Regions from separate parts of the Mus musculus genome. Here region 2 is linked to region 1. A link is a contact called in public HiChIP or PLAC-seq data. All regions are on one chromosome and are shown on one strand. Each heading gives the region's core, a stretch centred on a gene start, on an enhancer-like site or on the middle of the called end of the contact. The rest is flanking DNA. Distances are from core to core; before and after follow the strand shown.

Evidence for each region. HiChIP or PLAC-seq counts read pairs in DNA pulled down with a chosen protein or histone mark.
Region 2: a contact with region 1 is called in a Foxp3 HiChIP or PLAC-seq map of regulatory T cells, with 6 times the contacts expected there. The contact joins the enhancer-like site here to the promoter of 9230102O04Rik in region 1. A contact is called at or near these places in 5 of 39 promoter capture datasets (the 3T3-L1 cell line, 3T3-L1-derived adipocytes, liver and 1 more), 5 of 484 Hi-C or Micro-C datasets (CD4 T cells, CD4 single positive thymocytes, LSK cells and 2 more), 8 of 115 datasets of contacts at active chromatin or transcription factors (CD8 T cells, the SCID.adh cell line, bone marrow-derived macrophages and 4 more) and 2 of 9 other capture datasets (adipose tissue and liver).

The regions. Positions count from the first base shown.
Region 1 is chr2:9,885,638-9,893,179 of GRCm38.p6, forward strand. 9230102O04Rik (RIKEN cDNA 9230102O04 gene) reads right to left here and starts at 3,903. Exons shown (of 4, transcript NR_040511.1): 1 at 3,575-3,903; 2 at 1,954-2,030. 4930412O13Rik (RIKEN cDNA 4930412O13 gene) reads left to right here. Exons shown (of 5, transcript NR_024257.1): 5 at 1-1,130. It also overlaps a transcript of Gata3 not described here.
Region 2 is chr2:9,684,771-9,692,312 of GRCm38.p6, forward strand. No RefSeq gene overlaps it. Among named protein-coding and RNA genes, the nearest start is that of Gm13218, 96 kb to the left of the region's middle. Within about 2 kb of position 4,956, at least 27 of the 459 cell types and tissues checked have an H3K27ac peak or open chromatin away from gene starts, as enhancers often do. A contact at or near this core is called in CD8 T cells, the SCID.adh cell line and regulatory T cells, where this site is marked.

The sequences.
Region 1 (7,542 bases), core at 2,653-5,152:
GTTGATGGGGAAGGGTGATCAGAACTATTGTATTGGTACTCAAAGGCATACCTGGAAAGCAACACATATTCAAGTGTGAAATGGCTTAGCCATCAAGAATAAAACAACCCTCGGGGTAGCCAAGAGAGAGTCAAAATAGCCCTGGGCTAAAGAACAGAAGGTTTCCCCTTCGGTCCTACTCACGGGGTCAGAATTCTTATTTCTCTATCAAAGTCTTCACTGCAGGGCACACAAATTGTCAAAAAAGATGGAAGCCTTAGGACTTCCATACACCTGCAACTTCCTTGGCCTTTCTGTGTGGCTTTGGGCAATTGGCAAACACACAGAAGGACACTACCTGTCCTAAGGCTTGCACCCATCTTTTCACTCCACCTATGCCTGAACCCCACTACACATTTTCTGCAAGAAGGCAGAGTCAACATAGGAAATAAAGGAAAATGCAGATCGCCTGCCCTGGGCTTTGGATTGTAACAGAAGAGGACTAGAGAATCTGGGGCTGCTAGCAAAGACCAATTATGTAGAAGGTGATGTCAACCACTGCCATGCATGCTATTCTCTATGCCCTGTTGTGTCCCAGAGCCAGAAACCTTAGGCCGCATTGAGCCACTGGCTTGAACCTTGAAGCTGGGCCTTCTGCTAAATCCTAATGCTAAATCAATCAGTAAACAGAGTTCATTGATGCCTGCATGAGTCTTGTTCTAGCAGGACAGAAATTACATCTAGACCTAGTGCAAACTGATAGAGAACATTTTTGTTCTCATTTTATAGGAAGCCCTCTTCCCCACATATAGCGATTTGGGCAGCCAAGCTTCTTGTTTAGAAATAACCTGCCGCTGGGGGGACAGCCCACTACCACCACTGCGGAAGAGTGAGGGGCTGCACAAAGGGTACCTTCATTATTTGTCCCCCTTCAGAATTCTGGGTCTCTCAAACTGTGATTTCAGGGTCCTGGTGTGGTCTATAAGGGGAGGAGATGTCAAAAAATATGGAACTACACCTACAGCAAGGGGTCCAGCGGGCACAGCTACTTCATTCCTATTCTGGATGGAATCACACCTGTCAGTTTGTTACCCTGCTCTATTAAAGAAATCGCCTTTAAAAAAAATAATAAAGCAACGGCTCTGCTCATATCTCAGATTCACCAGACTCTCCTTTCCTTGCATTTTAACATTATCCTGTGTGTGTGTGTGTGTGTGTGTGTGTGTGTGTGTGTGTGTGTGTGTGTGTGTTCTATTTCTGAATGGTATATTGGAACTGGAGGTCTGCTGGTCTGCTGTCCCAGGAAAAATATCCAAATTTTATCCCCTCTGCTTTCTCACTGCACAGAACCCTGGTCACACTCTCTGGGAAGCTGGGTTTCTCTCCCACCTCGGGGTGCTTCTGTAAACAAGGGTGCCTACCAACCACCAGCTACCCTGGGGGGCTGCCAGACGTTGACACATCTGGGCTCCAACTTTGTCTCCCAGTGCACGTTTCTTCAATGATATGCAGACAATGAGCCTAACCATGTAAGGCTCGTAAAGCAGGGAAAGGTAAACATGGCATTGACACTTGGGCACTGCAGCCACCTTTAGAGAATGCTCTGTCCTGGGTAGATGGGCTAGCTCCTCTAATGTCCTGTTCTCCTGACAGTGAAAAGCATCTACGCAGAGCTCTTCCCAAGCATTCTAGCAGCTCTTATTACCCCCCATTCAGTTTTTCTTTGCACCCCAAGTTCTGCTAGCTCCTTCTTCCAAACAAGGGCATCCACACACTTCCACACCATGATCACCCAAGGTCACTGCAGAAAGCCAAAGACTTCCAGTGCCCAGAAAGAACAATAAAGGGCTGGGGTCTGGTTCACTTTCTTTCAGAGGCAGCTATCCCCATGGCGGAGACCTCCTCTTAATTCTCGCCATGGGAATCAAGGAGAAGGATAACAGAGGAAAAGGAGATAGCTATGTACTCACTGACCAGGGCAGCTCTCTCCTGAAGGCCAGCTGGTTTGGTTTTTGTTTTTTTGTTTTTTTTCCACCCGCCTTGCTGGAGATCTGAAGGTAGAAATGACAGGCAGACTTCACTGTTGCTGACGCTCCCACAGCAGCGGCGGCTGCTTCACTGCATCTCAGCCAGGCTTCCAGCCAGAGGTAAAACCTGGCTGATGTGAATCCTTGCTAAGAGCCCCCTCCCCTCTGCCTCCCTTGGCTCAGTGTAGACAGCAGAGCTCTTCCGGGTTGCAAAGGGGTAGGAGGAGGGGGGAGGAGGAAAGAAGGAGGGGGAGGGAGGGAATGAATACCATCCCCTTTTGCAAACACACAAACCGCACATCAGAGGTGTGTGAAACTGAGTTGGACCGGGTGGGCAAGAAACATTGCCTGAAATGTGACCTGCTCCTGGTGCCTACAAAGCCAGCCCACTGTCTCCAGACCGGGTTGGAATTAACACTATAAATGACACTGCCCTGTGGAATGGGCCATTATCATAGGCACAAACGTGTTTGAAGCATTTTCTTCTCACTTTTGAACAAATGGTTCAATAAGAGGTTCTATGGGCACGGTCAGGAGTGAACATCGTATGAAGAGCTAACAAACTAGTAAGCCTTCAAAAGTGTTTTCTTTCTCTCAAGGTTTGGGTTTATACGGGCACCCCCATTCCCAAAAGTAGTCTCTTTGCCTTTACTTCACACCACTGCTGCAGCGGCCACCACCACCCTTTAGTCGGGATTAGTAAAATAGAATTTGAATGTTTTTGGCTGGACTTGATTGCTGCTGTCTAATCCAGGCATAGAAGAATATTCATCAGAGTTAAAAGGATCCTATGGGTCCCAATTGTCTTAAATTATTTCATGAGGAAATTTTATTTTTGAGGAGAAAAATAAAAAAATAAAAACAGGAACTAGAAGCAGTCAAGGGAAAATTCTATAAAGGAAATGAAGCTGTTTGCCCTACCCAGGACCCAGATAACTGCAGTGTCCTGCTTGGAGTAAACACACACACACACACACACACACACACACACACACCTTCCCATTCCCATCCAATAGCAAGGGCATCTGAATCATGTACCAAGAGAATCTACCACGAGTACATTTCAGCTAGAGTGAAATGAAACCCTTCAAACACCGAGGTAGAAAAGGGTCAGGGTCCATTTGTTTTGGCAGGTTGAATTTTCCCTTCACAATATTTTTGCAAAAAAAATATGGAGGCTGACTTTTAAAATAAATATATCCTTGGGGAGAAATAAAACAAAGTTTTGTCCGTGGCTGAACCATGAAGTCAATAAGTTGGGGCTGCTCCAACCGGTTGGGTAGAAAGAGGTGACTCAGTGTTCAGCTTTGGGGTGGTCAACTCCTGGGAGAAGGAGACCGGTCAGAGCCTACGGAACTGTTGAGGTGGGGCGGAAGACAGAGGAGAAAGGAGAAGCTGGGAGTCCCGAAAGTGTTAGTCGGCACCCGTGGAGTGGCGAGAGCTACCGGGTGATGGATGTCACGTTGCAGAGTGGGTGATACCAGGATAGGCACGCTTTTCTCCTAGATACTGTCAGCGACCTGTCTCTACCTCCACAAACCTGAAATTCTTTCCATTTAGACACCAACCCGTCTGCGCCTCGGCGGGGCGTCCTCTGGGGTGCGATGAACCCAAGAGTGGAGCAAGCTGAGAACACCATTTGCCAATCTGGCAAAAGGAAAGAAGGGGATCTTCTGGTCCATTGGGGAACCCGGAAGAACCATCTTCGCCAAAGCAATCCTGCCAGTCCCCAGCCCTGTCGCTCCAGCTCTCCGCCACCAAGTGGCAGAGTCACACTCTCCAGTAAGCTGTGAGGACTAGGCTGGAGCCATGCTCTTAACAACCTATGCCCAACCTGTTGCCCTAATGCACCCTATGAACTGTCCAGGAAAGCCGTGGGTCCTGGGAAGATGTGACTGGCTTCCGGGAAGCGTAAGAGACACAAGTACCCTTCCTCCTTACGCGCGACTGGATGGGGGCTGGAGCAGAGACCAGAGAGGCACGCATGTGCCCACGTGACTACAACAGTTGATCCTCCCAATCCCCTGCACCCAGCGGTATCTAGATCTCACTTCTGGGTCTCGCGGGCGGGTGGGGCTTTTTACGGTTTCCCCATGCTTCCCATTCACTTCCCATTCAATGCTTCTTGTCCCCCTTTAAGGTCCCTGCTGTCCCTCCTCCTCTTTCTCCTTACCTTCAACAAGTTCGCCTCCAATTTGAAAGCCTCTTTTTCCTTAGAATGTACGTCCTATAGGGGCACTTCCGAACCAAAGCAGACTTTCTTCCCTCTCCCACTCCTCTTACTAAAGCTCCCTCGCGAGCACCTTCTGTCCCCCAGGTCTCCTCGGGTCTGCTCTGCCGGCCTCGCCGCGCTCCTTCCCTTCTGCCGACACCGGCTCCGGATTGAACACTGCTCTAAAACGTAAAGAGCTGTGAAAATGCGGTCGCGTGCCCCACCCCCAACCCCGTCATTGCTCCCAAAAGTCTTAACTGGAGGAAGTTGGGCTTCCAAAGAAACTTGGAGGCTAAAAAAGAAAATCCTAAGAACTACAGTGGTCTGGCTGGGGCTAAAGGCATGATCTGATTCTCTTAACAGACAGAAGGGTGGACAGGGGAGTTGGGGGGCGGGGGGGGGGAGTATTGAAGTGGGAAGGGAATGAGGTAAAGAGAGAGGGTCCAGCGCAGTAGCACCCCTTTAATAGATTGCCCTGTCCTCAGCACTCCGGAGGCAGAGGCAGGTGGGTCTCTAGCTGGTCAGCCTGGTGTACAAAGCAGGACTGAGAACCCCTGTGTCGAAAAGGAAAACAAAAAGTGGAGATGAAGGGGGAAGTGAGGGAAAGGCTCTGAGGCATTTATTCCTGATTACTGGACATCGCCTGAGCACAGTACAAGGATAGTGCTCTAAGAAACCACGAGTCGCTGTCTGATTTTACAACGGAGTTGCTTTCCGGTTGAAATTTCAATTTCTGTCTCTGTCTCTCTCTTTGTCTCTGTCTCTGTCTGTCTGTCTCTCTGTCTCTGTCTGTCTGTCTGTCTGTCTGTCTCTCTCTCTCTCTCTCTCTCTCTCTCTCTGTGTGTGTGTGTGTGTGTGTGTGTGTGTGTGTGTGTGTGTGACAAGAAATGACATTGCCTCATTCAGTGGTGATAACAGTAGTTCACGCCAGGGTTGCTGGAAGCTGCCCTGAGAACAGGACGGTCCCATCACTAATTTTAGGGAGTGTTTTCATTGAGGATGTTTGTGTGTTCTCTGGACACATAGATCACAAAGACACAGGCCAGTTCACAGCCACGGAGACATAAAGACTTCCCTGTTGGTTGCTTGCACCTGTGCCCTTTCTAGTCCAGCTACCTCGGGTTTTTCTGACTCCACTTCTCTTGCACGGAATAACCACTGAACCATGGAATAATTGCTGATCTGAACTATTTCATTTCTGTTTGGGGTAGAAATGGGACCAAGAGACAGAGGTCATTCCTCACTGGTGAGGACTGTGAGCTGAGCTACCGAGGGAGACAGTGTGGAACCCTGGGCCTGGGGATACATATTGGCTGTGGATGGTTCCTGGAAGCCATTGTGCTCTCCTAATGGCCACCATCGCCAGCTACTTCAAACCCAGAGGTTAGTTCTGTAGCTTTTCTCAGATCAGGATCTAAGGCACTGGGTTTGAAATATAAAGGGAGGTCACCAGGCACATGGAAGAAGAAGATGGATCATTAAATGACTCTGGGATAAATGGAACACGGGAGGCGGAGGCGGATCTCTGTGATGGCCATGGAGATAGGTTCACCCGTGGGATAAAGAAAGGGATTCCCCAAATAGAGGAAATAATCTCTGACAGGATCTCCAATCTTTCTGAGACGGTGTGGTCAGTTAGTGGAGCATTGTTGTGCAGAAGGACGAGGAATTCGTAGCATCCCATTTCAGTGGGTTCCCAACACATCATTTCCTTGCCCTAAAACCAGAAAGTACTTGTCACTGTGTCCATCACTCTCCAACATCATCCTGCCTTTTCAACCGTCACTTTGAGATTATGTTAGAACTTTAAAGGACACTCTGCCAAACGTCAGTACATTTAATGATTACTCTGTAGACGGTGTGGTCAGTTAGTGGAGCATTGTTGTGCAGAAGGACGAGGAATTCGTAGCATCCCATTTCAGTGGGTTCCCAACACATCATTTCCTTGCCCTAAAACCAGAAAGTACTTGTCACTGTGTCCATCACTCTCCAACATCATCCTGCCTTTTCAACCGTCACTTTGAGATTATGTTAGAACTTTAAAGGACACTCTGCCAAACGTCAGTACATTTAATGATTACTCTGTGTTTAAAAGTTCTAATCGGTCAAGATAGGTACACCCCTGTAACTGCAGCCTTAGAGAAGCTGAGGCAGGAGAATCATGATTTTGAGGCTAAAGTGGGTTACAAAGTGAGATTCTGTCTGAAACAAAATAGGAAAACAAAACAAAAATCTAGGCTTTCAGTCCCACTCAGGGGAACTTATTCTGTAGAGGAGGAAGGTTTGGCTTGAAGGTATGCAAAGGCCATACAGCATGGAGCCAACTGCCCTCTGTTTTGTCTTGTTTTGTTTTTTAACACCCCCCCCCCCCGCAACAAAACATTTTCATTAAAATCAACTTCCAGGGTTATGATTCAGAGTGTGATTGGGGGTGGGCTGCAGTAGACGCCTTGCTAAAATGTAGCTATGAACGAATGTCTCAAATGGAAGTTTGGAAGAAGAGCCACTAGAAATTAAAAACAAAACAAAAAAGACAAAAAGACAAAAAAGAACCCTCAGACCCAATCCACCCAGGCATCCTAAATAAATAGCCCCGTTTGCAAATTCCTATCAATTATTACGTGATGGGAAAAAATCCTATCTGAAAATAAGGCACGTGGATGGGGAGAATTTTAATTAAATCTTACTGTGGATATAATGGCATGGAAGTGATTTTTCATCCGGCGCTTGCCTGCTCACCAGTGTTTTATGGCGTTTTCTTGCCTCTGACTTTATTTTAAAATATTAGGCGAGGTGGAGAATTATAAACGGCTCTTTCCTTATCTGTCCTGCTCACATATCCAGGATCAGAGGAGCTGATTAAGAAAGAAGTCAGAGGCAACGCTGGATTCATAATGATTTGGATAATGAATCCTTATCTCTGCTTTCCAGATTATCTGCTTTTCAGCTCCCAATGTTTTGTTACATGGGATAATTTATTGCATCTAATACATCACAATGAATCTGATGGTGGAAAGCGATGGCCAGCATTGTGAAAAGGGGGCCCTTATTTTTTTATCCCTGGGCAATGAAACTGCTTTTTGCAGTTTTTAATTGGGAAAATATAAGGTAGATCTGATAAAAGGGGGGGGGGGCTGGGTATAATCTTGCCTGCCCGTGCTTTACCACGATGCTCTTTAATTAGTGTGTCAATTTCAGGCTGAAATTAACAAGATCGACCTGAAACCAGTGGTTAGTTTCTCCCCAGTGCAGAGATCCTAATTTTTAACATGATTTATTTTTATGAAAAAGGAGATAATTAATCATAAACACTGACTAAAGCAC
Region 2 (7,542 bases), core at 3,706-6,205, 200 kb before region 1:
CCCAGATAGGCCTAGATTAGTTGTGTCTGAATCTCAGCTATCACAAGTGATAAGATTTTTAATATAGGTCCTAATCATCTAGAAAGTTCAGCCTCCCAGGGTTACAAGGTTCCAAAACAAACCTACTTGTGTATGGAGTATATATATTTATGCCCAAAGGACAAAGATGCACAGCATCTCTTACAGGTCTTGATGCCTCTGGACCCAGAGAGCTGCCTTCTGTGGAGAGGGAGGTAGTATACAGCCCTCATCAGCAAATCTAAGAGTAGCCCCCAAGAGGCTCTGTAGACTTTCCTATTTGAAACTGTCCACTATTTGTGTTGCAGGTGTTTGAGCATCTCAATGAGGAAGTCAGATTCACCCCCCCCCCATGATATTCTTATTTGCTTAGGACATGTCAATACTCAGGAAAGTATAGGGACCATACATACACAGCTTGTCATAAAGAGTATTAAGAAGGCATATTTAGTATTAAGAACAATTCAAAGCTTAATATATCTTATGCGCCCCCCCATTCACTCGCTGGGAAACCCTTGACTATTTCTGGGGTGTCACTACAAGTCACGACTGAGGTTAAAGAACTGCCGGTGTCTGAGAGATCAAGGTGGCCGAACATCCTACAGAGCGCACACAAACATCTCAGAGAGTATTCTGACCTGAAGGGTAATTTTAGAAACTAGAGAGATAAGTCAGTTGGTAGAGTGATCACCACGTGGGCGTGAGGACCTGAGTCTCGATCCTTGGCATCCACATGGAAAGCCAGCCATGAGAACACACACCCATGAGTCCCACACTGGACAGGCAGAGACAGAGCATCCATGAAGCTCACAAACCAGCCAGTCCAGCCAATCTCTGAGCTTATGCTGAGAGACCCTGTCTCAAAACGTCGGATGAAGAGGAGACATGATTAATGTTATATAAGTATATGTGAAGTTATAAAGGAATGATTTTAAATGTCTTATAAATACAGGGGAGAGAGATGCAAAGGTCAGCAACTCACTCCTATACCCCTTTCCCACGAATTTGTGTGTATACACCACACACACAAACACTGGCTTTTCTTAAAGTATGGATTTAGGCAAGACATCATTTTTTGTGCCTTGATGTTCAGTATCTGCAAAATGGGAGTGATTGTGTGTTATTTGTTCCTCCTTTCTCTCTTCTCTTCCATGGGAGCGGCTAATGAATGTTTGCCAAGTACTTTGAAGATCCTAATTACTGTTATCCCTGGGATATCAGTTTAAGATTGCTTGGCACCAGGGAATCTGGCAGACAGTGAGATACAGGGCAACAGGAGCCAGCCCCATCACCGTGCCTGCTAGTTATCCTTCTCAAAGGGCAGTATCAAGCCCCTGGGCCTCAATTACCCCAAGCCAAATTACTTAAATCAGCTCTAGAATCTGCTGAAGGAAACCCAGAGTTCTCACAATTAAATCATAAGCCTTTCCAAAAGTCAAGGACCCAGGACTTCGGCAGAGGGCCCGAGGAGCCAAAGATGAAGATTCAGAACAATCATAGCATAGAGTGAACATTCAGTGATTGTCTGCTCGTGCTAATTCAGGTAGTGTGTCTAACAAGACCAAGAAGAGCTCAGCTTCAGAGTTGCCAAGGAGATTCAGCACATGAAGACAGTTCCCCAGTGACCACTGTTCAGTGTTCCCTGTAAAACCTGCCCCTGTATGCCTGTGAGGCAGCTCACATGGTTGCTTATGGAGACTAGAGATTAGCCTCTAGTGTGGTTCTGCAGGAGCCGAGCAACATGGTTTTGTGAGACAGGATCTCTGATTTTTACGTGGAACTCACCAGTTCAGCTGGATGGGCTGGTAAGGCATCCTCCCATCTCTGCTTCCCAGCATGGGGATTACAAGGGAACACCAGCATCTCCAGCTTCTTATATGGATGCTGCTGGTTGAACTAGGATTCTCATATGTGCATGGTACGTTCTTTACCAGCTGAGCCATCTCCACAACCCCAAGCATGGCCCTTTTAAAAGATAATGCCTATGGGATTAGAGAGATTGCTCAGCGATTAAGAGCCTGGACTCTCTTGTACGGGATCTGAGTTTAGTTCCCAGCACCAATACCAAGTGGCAAAAAAAAATCTACTATCAGTCCAGCTTCGAGAGACCTGACTCCCTCTTTTGACCTTTGAGGGCACATCTGCTCACATGTTCATATACCAACACATAGACACACATGCACATCCATCATTAAAAAATTCAAATAAATATAAATTCAAGTGTATCTGCTAGATGACTACAAGTTATATTCTCACAAAGTTCTTGGTAACCAGAACTTTACCTTCATCATCCAACAGAAGGGCTCTCAAATTCCTTCCCCTCCCATCACTACATACTGGTCCTGAGTCACACACGGGCTACGTAAGCCATGTGGTGACCCACCTATGAGGGGCCCTGAGCACGCAGGATCATGAGAGCTTTAGTGAACAGAACCAGAAACACAGAGATGTGGTTTCTTACCTCAGTGGAGCTTCCAACTGGCTTGAGAAGTCAGAGGGAAAGGTATGGGAAGGGCTAGCCAGGTACCCCATGATTGGGAAACGGAAATGGGGATAGAGTGTAAAGGAAAGAGTCTACTCTCCCTCTCAGGCCTTTACCAACTGCAAGACCACTCAGACATCAGTTTTGTTGTTGCCCAACTGTATAGCTACAGACTACAAGAGGCACTCACTGATCAAGAGGCACCTGAACTTGAACTTATGTTTCTCAAACCTGAGCCTGAGTGTCTGTGCTTCTAACCAGTTCTCTGCACAGTTCTGATGGAGCCAAGAGGAGGTCTTCACTGACAGCCACGGAATAGGGGGACAATTAGATAATGCTAGAAACACAGCATCCCTTGTGGGAAATCATTTCGGTATGTTAGAAATGCTTTAACTATGTCACTCAACACTTGCCTTTTTGTGTTAAGAGGTGGTGGGACCTTTGGGAAGTCATTGACTCACTGAGGATATCACCCTAAGAAGGCATTAGTGGGGTTCTCATGGGATCCTGAATTAGTTCTAGCAAGCAGCTTGTTTATAAAAGAAGCTTGGTCTTTGCTCGATCCTGTCTCTCTTGCAATATCTCCTTCATCAAGAAAGCTTCCCCAGAGCTGGCTGGATGTTGGACCACACCCTTGAAAGCACAGAACTCTCAGATAAATAAACCTCTTTTTTTTTTTTTTTTAGAAACTACCAAGCCTCTAGTATCTTGATATGGTAGCAGAAATAAGACTGATACAATTATTTAGCCAACCAAAGGCTAATCGGAAGCCTGGGCTTTGGAAGTGAACTTGGGCATTCGCATCCTGTGCAGTTGACATACTTTTTCTAGGTTCTCAACATCAGACACTCAGGAAGTCTCCAAGATCCAGCTCTAACTAGATAGATACACCTTGAACTTCTACTAGGTGCCAGGGGCTCTGTTGCGCTACCCGCCCACTGGAATATTCACGTCATGGTGAGGGGTCAGAGTTCAGTTGGACAAAATAAGAAGGTTTTTCTAACATGACTTAGAGGGAAGGAGATGATCATGGATCTCACAGGAGACTTAACACTCACATATAGCACACAGCCCAAAGTGACCTAGCACAGGAAGGGGTGGAGGCCAGAAAAAGGGACCGACGGTGAAAAACAACTTAAGGCAGAGGGCAGATAAGACACTCTGTGGTTGGCTCCAAACCATAGGAATCGAATCAATTCTGGAAAGTGGTTTCCTCCCAGATCTGCAAGCTTCTTTCTTGTATGTGTGACCAGCATCTTTTACATGTCTGAGCTGCTAAGAAATCACACTGTGCCTCCAGTCCCGTTTTGACATTTGAGATTCCTATTGAATGCACCCTAGAAAAGATATCCTTTCACTCGGGGCAGGAATGAGTTCATCTTTGTGCCGAAGACCAGAGCTACTGTCTGCCAGCAACGTTCCTTTTTATTTCATTTTAATGAGCGAGGCTGAAAAGTAAGTCCCCAGATGAAACTGCCAGGGAAATCCAAGACAGCCGATACAAGTATTAACTCAGTTGAAATGTATTATTAATACTAATGCCTAGCTCTGTTGTAGCATTTTCTGGCTTCAAAGCCATTTACAAACATCAACTAATTAATCCTTACCTCAGCATGATGAGGTCATTAAGTCTCATTATCCCTATTTTACAGAGCGGGAAACTGAGGCACCCAAAGGTTAAACTCCTTGCCCAAGGCCACAGAAACGGTGTACGCTCCGTATTCCAAGCACCTCTTGATTTAGATGCTCAAACTTTTCTCCAAGCTAGGGAAGACACAAACTTTTTCAGCAGTATGAATCATTTCTCTAAAGCCAGCTAGATAGATCCATGGAGAAGGGCCTGGCCCACGCTTTTACGGCACCTTGTTACACAGAATCAAAATTGTATTTTTCTTTAGTGTTTTCCTTCCACATTATTTTGTTTTAAGTGCGCTGACTTCGGGAAAGGGCCAAAGGATTTTAATGATGTATGAAATAAATAATACAAAATAATGGTAATAAAACCTTCTGCCCACACAGAGAGAATACAAGCTTGGTGTTTGGAGTCGAGTTTTCTTTTCCCCCTCTCATGCTACGTCTTGTAGGTCTGCTGCAGCCAAAAACTTCTTTTTATTCTTTTTTTTTTTTTTTTTAGTTTTTCATTGGAACTTAGCAGGCTCAGCCAAAAGGGTGAACTGTATCTCCAGTGCTCTTTCACAAATGCTAGCCTCTTTAGCAGTCCCTCAGACTCCTCACAGATGTCCAGTCCTACCAGAGAGCATCCTTCCTGGTTTTGTTTGCTTTGTCTTTCCCACAGGTGACTGAGCCTTCTCTTGTTCTCTCGTATTTTCAAACATTTTTCTTCTCGACTCTTTACTTCAACAGGAAAGGTGAGGGCTGCCCTTTTCTGGGTGTCCCCACCCTCAGCCTAAAGGTCCTGTGGTTTGTAGTTCCAGTGTTGAGGCAGACTGAAAACCCCAAAGTGTCACGTCACTTTGTCAGAAAGATCCGCAGGTGTTTTTTTGAGGTGGCAAAGGTCTTGGCCTCCCTAGGGCTCCTTCTCACACCTATCTCTACAGCAACTAACAGACATTTGTCCAAATCTCTCCTGGTCTTTTAGTGGCTCACTGATGCCAGATGGAGGAAAATGGGCGAAGAGGCCAAAGCCATGGGACAAAGATCCTAGTCTCACCTCATGAACCACACCAGCCCTATGCCAGAGTTCTTGTATCAGGGTTGGTTACTCTGTTCCCATAAGTGTTGTGAAAGTTCTCTCAGTAAGCTTTTAAACTCCTCACAAATCAAAAGACTACATCATATATATACACACACACACACACACACACACACACACACAATGAAACTTCAACTTGGGCAATTAGATTAGAGAAGCACATTTTGGTGATAAAACTACATAGAAAAGCACAGAAATAATTGCCATTAGGATGGAATGACGGTTTCGATGTGGCGTAGGGAAAGCTCCAGGAATCGCTGCTGAGCAACGTTCTCCTCCAGCCTAGTGTAGTTACATTATTCACCCTGTAGTTCATGTATCGCTGGGTAACACATGTTATATGGGTTTTGTATCTTTTCTACCTTTCATTTTAAATTTTATGTATCACTAGTGTGGGGAACATTTGCACTCCAAGATGTGTGTGTGTAAAGGACAACTTTGTGGGCTCTGTTCTCTTTTTCCATGGACACCAGGATTCTGAGGACCCATCCCATGACTCCAGGCTTGTCCACCATGTGCTTGTTACTCTCTGAGCCATCTCTCTGGCCCATACTTTAGTTTTTGTTTGGAAAATGACTTTAAAAATTACGTAAGTACATTGACCTCATTAGTCATATGTAGGGCTATTTATGTTTGAGTCCTGTGAAAGTTGGTGCTTTTATTTTGCTTTGCTCTTAGTGAAATCTTCTCCATGACCTCCCATTCCATCTGTGCTTGTGAGGGTTCGTAAAGGATAGCCAACGAGGGTTGAGAGTAATCAGCACTGCAGGGCAAGCTGATCTCAGATCAATAAAGAGGTTTTCACCCTCATATCATATCCCATCCTGACAGCCTATGAGTCTAGGAAAAGAAAACATTTCAGGGTGGGTGGAGATTCCTTGCATCTCCTTCTCATCCTTCACATTGCCCCTGGCTCTGGAGGGTCTTCCCTACCCGCACTGATGTTCTTTATCCTTCCTGAATACTTCCTAAGGATGATGTTCATAATCACCACCATAGCAACTAAGTGTTGACCAACCAACCTACACCAGGGACTCATCATCAGTTGTCATGCTTCTGTCACACACTACCCTCTGAGATGTATACAGTATTTGTGCCCCTTGCCTAGGCTGAACTGAGGCACAGTCTTTTGAGGGAGGACACACTCTAGCTGTGGAGTAACAGTTGGGGTTTGTTAAAAGAATGTGCGAATGGCAAATTCTCTGTGTTGAAGTCCTTTCTGTTTATTTGAGGCAGGGTCTCTTGTAGCCCGCATTGGCTGTGAACTGGCTGAGACTGAGGATGGCTTTGAACTCTGTATCCACTTGATCCACCTTTGGAATGCTGCAATTTCAGTCATGTGCATCACCAGGACTAATATGGTGCTAGAGGTTGACTTGAGGGCCCTTAGAATGTTAGGACAGTATTCTCTCAACTGAGCTGCATCTCCACTTTAGATTTTTCTGTTGAATATATCCCACTTGTTCTATTTGCTGTATTAAATCCTGGCTTAATCACCTACAAAGGACCTTCCTCTGAATCCTGATTAGTTTAGCCATCTACAAAGAAAGGGCCTTCCTCTGAATTATTTTATCAAATATTTAACAGCCACAGACAATTTACTGTGGGTTAAAGGAACATGCGGTAGACTGAGCTCCAAGACTGGAACTGAGCATCTCATACTTTGTATGTTCTTATAGAACCCTAGCCACACCCAGGAAACAATAGCAGCCTCTGTTTTGTTCGACAGAGAAGCTGGTTCAGCACAAAGCATACGTTGCTACGTTGCCCCGGCTACTCTAACACTCACATTTTGGTTTCTTCTCCTGCACTGATGCCTGATGCTCCAAGTCTCCAGGAAAACAAAGAAGATTAAGGAGAGATCCAAAGTGTTGCAACAAGTCTCCCTGACTCAGTATTCAGATGTCCCTTGGGACTGTTCTCACATCCTTCTCAGATGCCCCTCAGGACCCCCTCCCACACACACCTGACTTTTCTACCAATGCGTCCCCAGTGTCTTCCAGGCCCACAGAAAGTCAGTCTTCGGAAAAACCTTCTCCAAACGCTGAACTTGGCTCAGGCTCTCCTCAATTCTGCCTCAGAACAACCGCATGAAATGGAAAGTATCTGTTTACACGTCTGCCCGCCTCACTAGAGGGTGAGGACATCAGAGGCAGAGCTGGATCTTATACATTTCAGCATCTCACTGCCTGGCCTCATGCCAGTACATAGTGGGTGCTCGATGAACGTCTGTGTAATCTACCTGTAAGTGAACCACTGGACAATTGGACCAAAGCTGCTTTTCCCACCCCATCTGTTTCCATGCCTACTACATAGCAGGTTTTCAGAC